Linked DNA regions of Mus musculus: region 1 is linked to region 2. Evidence: chromatin contacts called from public Hi-C data. All regions are on one chromosome and are shown on one strand. Each heading gives the region's core, a stretch centred on a gene start, on an enhancer-like site or on the middle of the called end of the contact. The rest is flanking DNA. Distances are from core to core; before and after follow the strand shown.

Evidence for each region. A called contact is a pair of places that touch in the nucleus more often than the background predicts.
Region 1: a Hi-C map of bone marrow-derived macrophages shows a contact between it and region 2, with 2.9 times the contacts expected there. The contact joins two enhancer-like sites. A contact is called at or near these places in 1 of 484 Hi-C or Micro-C datasets (bone marrow-derived macrophages), 1 of 115 datasets of contacts at active chromatin or transcription factors (fibro-adipogenic progenitors) and 1 of 9 other capture datasets (liver).

Annotation. Positions count from the first base shown.
Region 1 is chr16:52,143,704-52,150,556 of GRCm38.p6, forward strand. The region is part of intron 9 of Cblb (Casitas B-lineage lymphoma b); the gene reads left to right. Among named protein-coding and RNA genes, the nearest start is that of Gm23513, 42 kb to the left of the region's middle. Within about 2 kb of position 1,273, at least 64 of the 459 cell types and tissues checked have an H3K27ac peak or open chromatin away from gene starts, as enhancers often do. A contact at or near this core is called in bone marrow-derived macrophages, where this site is marked.
Region 2 is chr16:51,919,489-51,925,649 of GRCm38.p6, forward strand. No RefSeq gene overlaps it. Among named protein-coding and RNA genes, the nearest start is that of Gm29686, 65 kb to the right of the region's middle. Within about 2 kb of position 1,788, at least 9 of the 459 cell types and tissues checked have an H3K27ac peak or open chromatin away from gene starts, as enhancers often do. A contact at or near this core is called in bone marrow-derived macrophages, where this site is marked.

The DNA.
Region 1 (6,853 bases), core at 23-2,522, 220 kb after region 2:
TCATTCTTTGGCCATCATTTTCTAACCCTGAATTCCGATGTAAGGGGAAATAGAGCAGTAGGGGAGCGAGGAGTATGAAAAGAGCTGTGTCAAAGGTCATGGTACCTGTGCAACTTGTGGATTGGTGAAAAGATGTAATAACTATCACAATTTCAATCCCTATGTGAAGAGAGCTTAAAAGGTGGTGTTGAGGAGACAGTGAAGTCTAGCTGATGGGATACTTCTAGCTGATTCACACACTTCTCTGTGCACTCACAGGCATCGTTATCACCCCAGTCAACCTGCTCAGCATCTCCATGGCTGTCCTCTCCGACATGCTTTTAGTATATATGTTTCCTTAAGTTTTTTTTTTTTTTTTTTTTTTTTTTTTTTTTTTTTTTTTGCAATCTATTCATTTTGAAGATGAATCTGCACCTTAGAGGTAGGAAGAAAGGGACTCGGTGTGACATCAGGAAGAGTTGTTCTCAGCCAATGGGTACCCACCTTGCTAGGTCTGTTAACAGCCATCATTCTGTAAACTTAGCAAGGGGTTTCTTGAAACTGACTTGCGATAAATTTTGATTTGCTGCCAAAAGTCAGATTCTTCTGCACCTTAGGACATTTCAGATGAAACTGTACAAAGTGCGGTTGACCTTTCACCTCCTCTGACTGCCTGTGTAGGGGTATTTAGGTCTGCTTCACCTGACACGCATGCAGGATGCCAGGATGAGTGCTGAACTGAGAAGAAGTCAAGTTGTATCGCTTTGGTCTAGTAATGCCGTTCTTAGGCATTCCTGAGAGGGGAAGAAAGCTTCTTTTTTTGCTTTTGTTTATTTGTTTGTTTGTTTTTATTGTTTTTTTTAAAGGAATGCATAAATTTAGGATAGTGCACACCCGGGGGCCTCAAATCTGCAATACGGCCATGTTATGCATTCTGGGAATTGACATGTTTGATCTAGTGCTGTGCTTACTATTGGGAAGGTAGATGGTTTAACATGGTGCTATTTGCTTGACTGGGATGAAAGCTATTGTTTAATACACTCTGCATATGTAGCTTACCTTGTAGCCTAAGGTGGGTCTTTTAACTGTATGCTTGAGTGTAAAACAAGAAAAAGTGTGGTAATTCTGTATACTCTTTGAAGGACTGCTTATCATCTTTTTTCAGCTTTCTGTAAAGCTTTGTTTCAGTCTGCTGCATAAAAGGGCATGGCATTCATTCCAGCTTCTTCCTCCTGTGTTGTTGATGCTCTGCCCCTTACGTTACCACAGCTTTGCCTATAGTTCCTCTTTCTAGCTGATAATCAGTTCCCGGATGCCTTGCATACATTTTCATAGTAATGTTAGAGACCTTACATGTAGATATGTCCAGTAGTGTTCATAAATTATTAGCCCTTACTGTTTCCCCTTTTAATACTTAACTCCCTCTCAGTTTCACTGTTTGAAATTGGGGAAGTGCGTGCACGATCAAGCACTGGAAACAGGAGGAAATCAGTAGACGTTATTTGAAAAAGTGCTAGTAAATTAATAACTTATTAAGTAAAATTTTAAAAAGTAACTATTTCAAATGTGTTCATGAAATTGAAATATGTCTCCCGTTAAATTACACTTACACCACTAGTGAGTACTGTTATCTTAAACAGATGGTCAGCTTTTGCATATAGACAAAGAAAAAATGGCAAAATTTTGATATCTCCTCACAAAAATAGTATTTTAATAAATGTTCTGGTTCAGTCTGTACAATTCCATAAGCTTCTTCCTGGTTACATTGTAAACATGTCTATGTATACCCATTTGCAGTCTAGAGTATGGATTTCTGATACAGGGATCGCTTTGCATATTCATGTCCGTGCATGTAGGCGGTTACCCAATGCTGATTTTCAGGTCAGATGCTATGAAGGAAAGTGGAGGGGGTGGGGGGGGGGCATGAGATTCTTCTAACTGGACAGTGCTGTAATCATCGATGGAAAACCTCATGGAGTGCTTGTTTTAGACTGTTAGTTCTTCATGAGAAGGCATTACCTTTCAGAGACCTTGGCGTCCTCTCTCCCTGACAATGTGCCTGAAAACTTGTAGCCACAGGTACATGTGTTCTGTGCTGTAGACATTGTACCCTGTTATTTACCTCTGCTGCTCGCTTAACCTCTGGCACAGATGGCCACAAGACCTGGCTTCTACTTACTGTGTTCTCTCAAGGAATATTTGCAGTGACGTCTGATGCACATTTTCCTCATTTTTAAGTAACTTGTCATTTGGACATGGCTTGAAATTCCTAAAGTGGCAGTCTGGAATCACTGCATCTCAGTGGGGTATCACTAGTGAAAACTCGATAATCAGTAAAGGTGTCTACTACGGGGTAAGGGGCATTCCTACATCCACATACAGGTATCACTCAATATGCCCTGCTGACTAGGTTATCAGTGTTCAAAGCCTTCCAGTTAGTGCATGAGCAGCAATATTGTGTGATCTTTTAGACATGTTATTAAAAAAGTTTCCTTTATTAAGAGCAAGTGTTACAAATTTAATTCAATTAAAACATAGTGAAAAAACGTTCAGTAACAAGCCCCTGTTGGGAGTGTCAGTTTGAGGCTCACTGGATTTAACTGATGGTGTGTGCCTGAGCAGAGCACATCTATAGAACATTTCTTTCCTTCTGTAATATATTGTCAAACCTTGAATCTAAACTTACAGATTTACTGGAAGATTTCTGAGTTTCGGAGCTCTGGGCTGAAAGAAAGGCAGGTTGTAACAGATGTCTCTGTGTTTTTACTTTGCCCGTGTTCCAAAATGATACAGTACAGGGTCTTTTTTTTTTTTTTTCCTTTTTTCTTTAAAGCTGTTAGTTTTACTTCACGGGATTTTCCACTGTTACAGCCTTATAAAAAGTTAAGCTTTTAAGGTCAATCATGCACAGCACAAATCTATCGTTGAACAACACCCTTTGATAGGAACAAACCTGGGCACGTCAACATTTGCTTCCCGAGAAGTCAAGCCTGTTGCTTTGACTTTTATTTTAAGGAGGATCTCTTGAGCAGCTCGTGTCTCTATAGCAATCTCTGAGCAGAAAGGAAGTTCAGACGTAGTTTCTACTTTAAACTCACTGCTAGAAGTTTTATAGATGGGATTACTACCAGTAATTACCTGAAACGAGTATCTGCTTCTCCTGCAGCTTTAATTAGGGACATGAAACCGTTTCCTCTACCTTTACAGTTCTTTGGTTAGGTGTGCTGATATGAAAATGCTTTTAGGGAAATGCATGCCTCCCAAGGAGTTAGGATGTATCTGTCAGCATCCAACAGGGAACACTGAACCTGGACTACAAATTATAATGTGTTCAAGAAAGTGCATTTTTAGCAAGTTGTTCTTCACTAAAATTGTCTTTCATTTGATGCCCTGTTTTAGTTTAACTCCAATTCATTGGGGACTTAAATTTGATGTAATTAACAGCAAACCTAACAAAGGCACAGTAGTGGTTGCTGTTACAGTCTGTCAGTGGGTGCTCCTTAATTGCTGTCATAATGGCCTATTAGTCATGCCTCCAAAGAGGTGTCAGATTTTTTTTTTCATTTTCTGAAACATCTGTGTTATTTAATAAATTGAATAACCACGGAAGAGTTTGCCCAGAATACCAAGTAAGTTAAATAATATGCTTTGTGGAGCATTTGAAGCTGAGTTTCTCTGGGTGCGGCTTCTCTGTTTCACTCTTGATCAGTAAAGCTCGCGGGCACCCCTCTCACTTTCACCTGTCACTAAGAGGCAGAGAAAACATCTCCATGCAGAGTCCCGAGAGCATCTTCTTCCTGTGTACACAGTCTGTAAAGCACTGCAGTAACCCAGCAGCGGCACTGCACACAGGGTAAGGTAAGGAGCTGCGTCTCTCTTGACAAAACAGAGGCAAACAAGCAGTTCTGCTAAACCACGTCTGCGCTTCCAGATGACGCAGGCAGCAAACTTTGAATGTCTCACATAAAAAAGGCCATCACTGTCAATGCCACGCAGCTATACTTTGAATTCTGCCAACAACCCTAGTTTTATGAAATGGAAACTTAACTTCTGTGGCTTTTCCCCTAGACTTTTCTTCAGACACGTTTGCAGGAAAGACTTTTCTGTGTCCAAAGTGTTGTAAGAAAACAGTGAGTGCATTCAAATATGAGTGTGGCGTTAATGCCGTACGATCAAATAGAGCACTGTGGAGAGGCAAAAATCTAGCTCACTGCGTATGTCTCAGTGAGAAACAGATATGATTCTGGCTTATTTTAAAAGCAACATTCGCATGTCTAACCTTCTAGAAACTTTTTAACGAAAACTAAAACAATATTTGCTTTTAAGACCGTTTCAAACGTACATTTCTCTCTTTGCCTTCTACTGTCTCTTTTCTGGGTTAGTGTGATAGAACAGACTGGAGCGTCTCTTTCTCAGAGGGGGACTGAAGGAGTTGGGAGTCTTGGTGAGCTAGTGCAATGGAGCAGGCGTGAGGAGTACCCAGGCCTGAGAGGAGGGCGGGTTGACGGTGAGGTGTAAATCAGAGAAGCCTTTGAAGAGGCTGGCCTCTCCCTACACCTTGCTGAGGCACCGACCCTCTTATTTGTGCCCAGTCTAGCAGGCCTCAGATTCCTGGCCAGTCTCCTGTCTCCACCTCCCATTTTGTCCACAGGAGTGGTGGGATTGCAGACAGGTGCCACTTATCTGCATCCAACTGTCTGTTCCAGTCTGCGGGCTTGAAGGAAAGGGCCTGTACCTGTGGAACCACCTCACCCACTGCAGCAAAAATAAACTCCCGGAGAACAAGTCTAAGTTAGCCTAAGTCTGCTAACTAACTCAGTAGACGGATTCTCACAGCACCACAGTGTATTTGAGAACTGAAATGGACAATTTGGGAACAGTATTAGTTGACACCAACACTCTACTGTGGGCTGTTCTTTTTGAAGACTTATTTTTATTTGATGTGTATGAATGTTGTGCCTGTGTGTTGTCTGTGTGTCACAGCTGTATCTGTGGAAACCAGAGAATGGCATTGGGTCCCATAGAACTAGAGTTACAGGTAATGTGAACCACCATGTGGGTGCTAAGAACTGAACCCTGGTTTTCTGCAAGAGCAATAAATGTTCTTAACCTCAGAGCCATCACTGCTGCCTAAGCCATCTAAGCGAGTTGCTGTTAGTCACAGCGCTTCACTAATAATTCAGAAAGCAAATAAATTACATGTGTAACGCTTATCTTAAGACGTTTAAGAGACAATGTGTCATGGTGTGTGTGTCTGTGTGTGTGTCTGTGTGTGTGCGAGAGAGAGAGAGAGAGAGAGAGAGAGCAAGCAAGCAAGCAAGCAATGTGGTGATTCTGGTAATAGTTTCAACTTGCAGTGTTCATTTGCGTGCTTAAAGACTGTTTATAGTAAAGCAGATTTGTTTTCTTCATTATTTTTTCTGTATTTTCTATCATTGGATTGTTGTGGCCTAAAGTTATGTTTATGTATATTAATTTAAGGTGTTAATGGATGGTATATAAATCTAAATTACTATATGATGGATATATTATGTAGGTAATATTTAGGTAACTAGTTTTCACTGGTAACTTCTCTCACCTTAAATTTTGAAGTATTTCTACATTGGGGAAGTGAAAGCCACTGAGTCAATTAGAATAGAAGGAATCTTAAATACTTCCTCCTAACATTCACAAGTTGTGAACATCTTCAGGACTAAGTACAAAATTATTTATTGTTCTTTCTTCTCCGGTAACATATGTTCTTCGATCTTGACTTAAGTATATGTTGACAGGAACATTATTTTAATTATCGACGCCCCATCCTGATGAGTTATGTGTCTATTCTAGACATTCTTCATCTGTATTCAATCAACCATATGACAGAAACTAGGGCAGAGGAACCAAAGTCTCATTTGAAAATTTATGGCTATGCCTCATTTGCATACGACAGTAGTTAAATGAAAGCCAAAGAGTGATGGGTGAAGTCATACCAGAGGATACACTGCAGTCAGTGTGAGCCACTTGTCAATCAAATGGGTAGTCAGTGTAGCTGTTGACATTTAACATCCACGAGATGTACATATGTTAGATCTAAGAAAAGGGATCACAACAACAGCCATGTAAACAGGTTGGAGAAAGACCTTAAGTCCTGGTTTATAACAGCCATGCCCGGGCTTTCTTGTGTTATCTGGGTGCTGTTGCCTATCACCTTCTTCCTCCTCTCTCCACGGAAAAGTCATTCAATCTTAGGAGGAAAGTGGTAGCGTAAATTCAAACAATCCTTGACCAATGCTGCAGGATGATAGTTCTGGAAGTGAGAGCATGATAAAGAGTATTACAGCTTCTAGTCGCTGTACTAACAAATGTACAGCTTTATGATTGAATTTGAATAAAGTATTTCTAGTTGCAGTAGTTGCACTTAGATTGTTAAGTGACTTGTGGCTAGGTATCCATACTAAAATATGTGTATATGAATTTATACAGTGTACTTCAAAATAATAGACAGGTGAAAGACATGAAGGCATAGAGGAAACAGACTAGGCATGAACTGATCATTATTCAAGGTGGGCATTGAATACATGTATTCATTATGCTCTATATCTTAAGATAAGCGTTACACATGTAATTTATTTGCTTTCTGAATTATTAGTGAAGCGCTGTGACTAACAGCAACTCGCTTAGATGGCTTAGGCAGCAGTGATGGCTCTGAGGTTAATTTGATACAACAGTGTTTAAAGTGTATTAGGAATGAGATGTCCACATAGGGCCCAGAATTCTACTTTCCATTCATTTGTCACACATTCTTGTTACAGAGAACGTGAGTTCCTTTTCAGCTTACACATGAAGAGCTCCCTTTTTTGAATGACTCGATATAATGTAGATCTATACAGAAACA
Region 2 (6,161 bases), core at 538-3,037:
TTATCTTAGATTCATACTATAACTTTATTTTAAATACCATGGACCAGGTATATAAAAGAAGACCTGGACATGGTTGGCCTTTATTTTTCTTTTTTCAAACCTCTCCCCGTGTTTACAGATTTTTTTTTTCCTTTAAAGATCTCCTTTAGGTCAGCGCTATTTTGGATTTGTGAATTTCTTAGGAGGTCAGACTCCTGATATTACAACTAATTCAGACAAAGAGGGAACTATAAATTTATCTTCCTTGAAATATAATCCTGCTCTGAAAGAAGGAAACCACTAGACATCCAAAAAGGTAGTTCTTTAATGTCCTCTGCAGGAAGAAATAAAATGATACTGAACTTGGTAAGGTTTGGAGACAGCACAGCAAGAGATCTGTGAAGAAAAAAAATTAAAACAAATAAAACAATAAAGCCTTGTTACATTTTCCATATAAAACCTAGGCCTGAAGGTGCAGGCCTGTAAAACCCAAACTGCTTAAGACACAGTAAGATTGAAAGGTCAAGGTCAGCCTGGGCAAACTAGCAAGATTCTATCTTGAGATTTTATTTTCTTTTAAAGTTCAAAAAATCTGAAGTGGTTAAATATTTGCCTAGCATGGGTGGAGCCAGGCATTCAATCACCTGCACTGAAATTCTAATTAAATTTCCACATATAGCTATCTGCTATAGAACAGAAGAGATTATTAACTGGGTTATACACATATTAATTATGTTTCTGAAAGATCAAGAAGCACTGGAAAGAACCATGAAATGCAGAAAACACCTTCCAAAAGAGAAAGCTGGCAGTCATCATTTAAGAAATGAGAAAAAAATTAGATAACTTATATTATAATGTTGAATAAGCTTTTAGAAAATATGTCACATGACATCAATGTGTTTTTAATACATCAGAAATAAGAATGTGCATAGACTGTAAATCTACTGTTTACAAATTAATGAAAACAATAGAAAAAATTTTAATTTCCCTGTATTTGGAGGTGCCAGGAGAGTATAATAAAGAAGTAATTTCAGTATTTTATAATACAAAACTGACAGCAACATGGCCGTAACATTTCAGCAAAAGTAAATTGTCTCCAGATGCACAAATACTCTCTATGATTATAATGGAATTGAATTAGAAAGTAGCAAAATTGCCTCCACTTACGTAAACACTACAATAATCTAGACACAATGTCACTAACTTAAAAGTACACAGAGTTGGGCACTGGAATCAAGAACATGCACATATGTATGGACCACTAACCTGCGGCAGACAGTCCCAAAGGCAAGCTGATGGGAAATTATTTTCTTCCAATGATACTAGAAGCTGATATCCACATACCAAAACATCACCATCAGTTTAATCCTCATTTCTAATAACTGATACCCAAAAATTAACTCTAGTTTTTCAAAGATCTAAATGTGAGGCCTAAGGTTACAAACGGTCTAAACCAAAATACAAAAGAAAATCTTTCTGATTTCAGGCAGTTTATTAAGCATATTACCAGAAGCTGCTCAACCCATAAAATGAAAAGAAAAAAGTGTGACTTCATCAACATGTGGAACACTTAGATTTTATTTTTGAAATCTGAATTAGAAGAGAAAACCGCAAACCAAGGACTGGTAGAATCTATTGGTAAACCACATATCTCATAAAACAATTGCATCCAGAACTCAGCAATAAAAACTGAGCTTCCTTAAAAGGAATAGGGAAAGAGCCCTTTCAGCAAAATGCAGAAGGGATGACAGATAAGCACATGAAAAGTTGCTCAACACCATCAGTCATTAGGGAAATAAAATCAAAACCAGAAGGAGATAACAACACATTGGAATGGTGCACGTCGTAGAAAGGAAGTAGGCAAAATGGGATGCTATATGCGGCCAGTGGGGATCTAAAGTAGGACAAACACTTGCAACTTAGTTTTAAACTTAAAAAAATAGTAGAGCTTAGCCCCTGTCTTAGTCATTGTTCTATTGCTGACCAAGGCAACTCCTTTTTTTTTTAATTTTTAAAAATTTTTTATTAGGTATTTTCCTCGTTTACATTTCCAATGCTATCCCAAAAGTCCCCCATACCCACCCCCCCACTCCCCTACCCACCCCCTCCTCCTTTTTGGCCCTGGCATTCCCCTGTACTGGAGCATATAAAGTTTGCAAGTCCAATGGGCCTCTCCTCTTAAAGGAAAGCATTTAACAGGGACTAGCTTACAATTTAAGAGGCTTGGTTCATTTTCATCATGGCAAGGAACATGGTATCACACATGGCATTGGGAAAGTTATTAAGAGCTATATCCTGATCTGCAGGCTGAAAGAGGGAAGGAGGGAGGGAGGGAGGGAGGGAGGGAGGGAGGGAGGGAGGGAGGGAGGGAGGGAGGGAGGGAGGGACAGACAGAAACACACACAGACAGACAGCGCCAGTCACGAGTTTTTGTAGCCTTAAAGCCTGCCCCTACCAAAGAGTTCTACTCCCAGCTAGTAAGCATTCAAATATGAGCCTGTGGAAGCCATAGTTTTTCAAACCACCACAGCAAGTTTAGACATCACTACTCTTGCCTTTAAAAGGAAAATTTAGCCAATCTGATTTTCTTGGATCAATCCACAAGTCGCATGTTTTCCTATCATCTTGGAATCTAAATGTCAGTTGATGACTAGTGTCAAAATGGGGGCCTGTTTAATGCAAAGAGCATTAAAGCCACCCAAAGAGCAGAAATGATGGATAAGTTGTATGTGGTAGATATATAGATACAAATGATTTAGTCTCTATACTTCTGGTTATTTCCCCAAAGACATAAAACTGCATGTTCTATAAAACAATGGTCAGAAATGCCGCCAAAGTAGAAAGAAGTATTCATTATCAGGTAGTAAGTGAATAGGTAACAAAGAGGTATTTATATAAAGAGAGGAATCTATATTTTGTGATGCTTATATTGATTGTAAACTTGACAGAATCTAGAATCATTAATTGTATGTACTTCTGAAATGTTACCTTTTTTAGATTAATTAAGATGGGAATACCCACTGTGGGTGATACCATTCCATAGGCTGCGGTCCAAAGCTGATTAAAAGGAAGAAATTATGCTGAGCCCATTCAGCAGGTTCTCTTTCCTGAGTTAGGATGCAACATGACCAGCTGCTTTTAAAGTTCCTGCTGCCTTTACTTCCCTACTCTAATGGACTGTAGCTTGTAACTGTGAGATAAAATAAACACTTTCTTCTTAAGTTACTTTTTTCAGAGCATTTGATCATAACAGGATGCACGCACACACACACCCTCATGAGAGTGTGGTGGTGGTGGTGTGTGTGTGTGTGTAGCTTTACCATATACCAACAGTATAGACAATGGCCAAATGACAGTGTGTTTGAATCTTAAAGCAGTTTAGTGATTGAATGTAGCCCCACAGAAAAGGGATGCCACCTGATTTCATTTACATTTAATGTTAATAAACATTGGAGCAATCCGAGGTTGCCTGAGGACGAAATATATTGCTGTGGGAGGGAGGGACTATAAAGGGACTTCAGGAAGCCTTTGAGGATGATGGATATCCTCATTGTCACAGCTGTTCTAGATTCATTCACACACATATGTCAAATTACATGCTTTGAATAGACACCGCTTATTTTTATTTATTAAGCTTCCATGAGACTTTGAAAATTATTAGAATATGCATTAGATAGTGATTTACCTATGATGAATTTAATGTTGAAATTTAAGTATATAATAATGGATAATGCCACATCATGGTAAAGAAATGTTTTAAATAGATTGTGCTCACTCAGATCTCCTTGGAAAATTTTATCCCTTTAAAGAGTACATCTCTGTTTTTTAATACTCATTAATTAATTTATTTGTTATATTTTGTATAAAATCATATTGTGATTTATGTCTGAAGTGGACTTGATGTTTAAACAATATATAAATGATATGTTAACTATATTTTACAAAAGTATGATTACAATTTTTAAATTAAGATAAGTATTATAATACCTTAACTATATATCAGAAATTACCTTTAACTAGTTCCATAAATATGCTCCAATGAACAGAAATTCATGTATCAAGAGTATCTAGTTGTAAAATACCTTAAAATAAAGGTGTAGTTATACATGTGAGTGTATGAATATATAGTATGTCATTATAAAGTTTGGATTTGTTAAAAATGTTTTTCATGTAGATTTAAGCATTGGCTTTAAGAGAGAAATTTTAAGGGTTGTTGAAAACACCCAAAAATACATGCAAACTTCTCAAGAAAATGAGTCATTCTGCTTCAATTATATTTTTACTCTAATAGAACTACTCAAGACTTAATTTCAAGCCTTCATGCAAAAGCTAGGAAAACTTAAGAACTTTGTGATAGAAAGACAAATCAAATATGAAAGCCATTTAAACTTTCTCCTAATGCAACAATGGCTCAGTCTTAGGTGGAAAATTGAATGAATTTGCTGAGGAGAAATATTTTGCACTAACCAGTTAGCTCATTGTTCTTACATTTGAAACCAGTCTCCGTAGATAAAATGAAGAGGAATGTGCTCATCTCATCCTGTTGCCGAGTACTATTTTGGAGTATTTTTGTGCCAAAATAAAGAGGGACTTACCAAACATTTTACAGGAAGAAACAAAAAAAAAAAAAGATTATTTGTACAAAACTTCACAGTCCCTGCAAGCTGAATAATGAAACAAAAGAGAAGGAATAAATAAACAGAAACTCAGATTCTAATTTTGAGATTCCAAATCTATTTCATCTGGTGAGAATGTCCAAGGATCAAGAAGTTCCTGTCCCACAGACAGCGATGGAACAGTTTCCTGTACAACAGGAATACAGTTGCTACAGGCAGTGGAACCAGTTACACCTTCTAGAAAAATAAAACTTCCGTTCTGGTAAAATCCATACCTTGTAAGTCCTTAAAGTGCCTTGTAGGCCACTTTGCTTTTGGCAATATATATTGAGAGTCAAAAGTAACTGCAGACCTAATTCAGAACAACTGTGATGGAATCTTCCTGATCCTGGAAGAGATGGAAGCCTTGGGTGAATGCAGAGGTGCCAACATGGAAATGGGGGCATTCTTGGGTCAAAATTAACACTAACACCACTAGGAAGTTGTGTTTCGAGGGGTTAGAAGATAAAACCTCTAACCTGCAAATATCCCCTTTTGTGGTAAAGAGGAAGGATGTGTAGAGAACAATAAGATAAACCACCACGTTTGTAAATATGCCTAAGCAAGAGGGAAGGAAAGCTTAAGGAAGGAGACACAGCCTCTAAGAGCTACGAAATACAATGGAAAGAATGGACTTCACCTGCTCGGCGGTGCAGAGGATGAGGACGCTCTGTATAATAATGGTTGCTGTGAAAACAGTACAACAAAAGCTACTGTTCTATACCTTCCAGCAATAATCTGGAAAGGGGATTGTGATAGCTTCTGACTCCCCCTTTATCTTTTCTGTGAAAACGGCAGCTCACTGGGAGAATCTCCAACTCACATCAAGGGCTTAGTTTCACCTTAGCCCAAAATCAAAGCCACGAGGTGAATCTTGTGATCATACCTTTTCTCATAAGTAAGAAAATCCAAATGGAAAGAGGCTGCTCAAGGAGTCCACAATCTCGTAACATGAATTAAAACAAAGAAGTGAACTCTAATAAGCTAGTTTCAGAGCTCACGTCTTTAGTCACAGTTCTGCAACACTTCTCTTCTCCATCAAAATGGAGCATTCTCCCCAATGGGAGTGACGCAATGAGAAAGAGTATGAGGTTCTGAAGTCCAAAGTATGGGGTATCTAGTCACTTTGACGGTTGATCATGACTGCACTGAGAAACCCCTAGAAGCAGTTCTGTGTGTCAATGATGGTGTCCAGAAACTGGTTTGCAAAGGAAGTCAGTGAGCCACGAGGCAAGGTCTACCCTACATGTTGGCAGCCTTCCTCCTCCGTATGAGCTGCAAGTTTCGACAAAAACAAAAAGTGCAAGGACAAATGCACGCATCCATGTTTGTAAGCTCAAGTCTCCTTGGCCAAGTGCATTTCTGCTGTTGATTATCTTGGGAATTTGACCCCAGTTCCTGTAGCCTGGGAATGTGATCTAAGCCCAGAGGTTCTCAGGGGAGATTGGTGGACTTCAGACTCAGAATTCTTCATAGTTGTGACCGTCTTGATCGCAGACATTTCACCTGTTGGGCTGAGCAGCTACT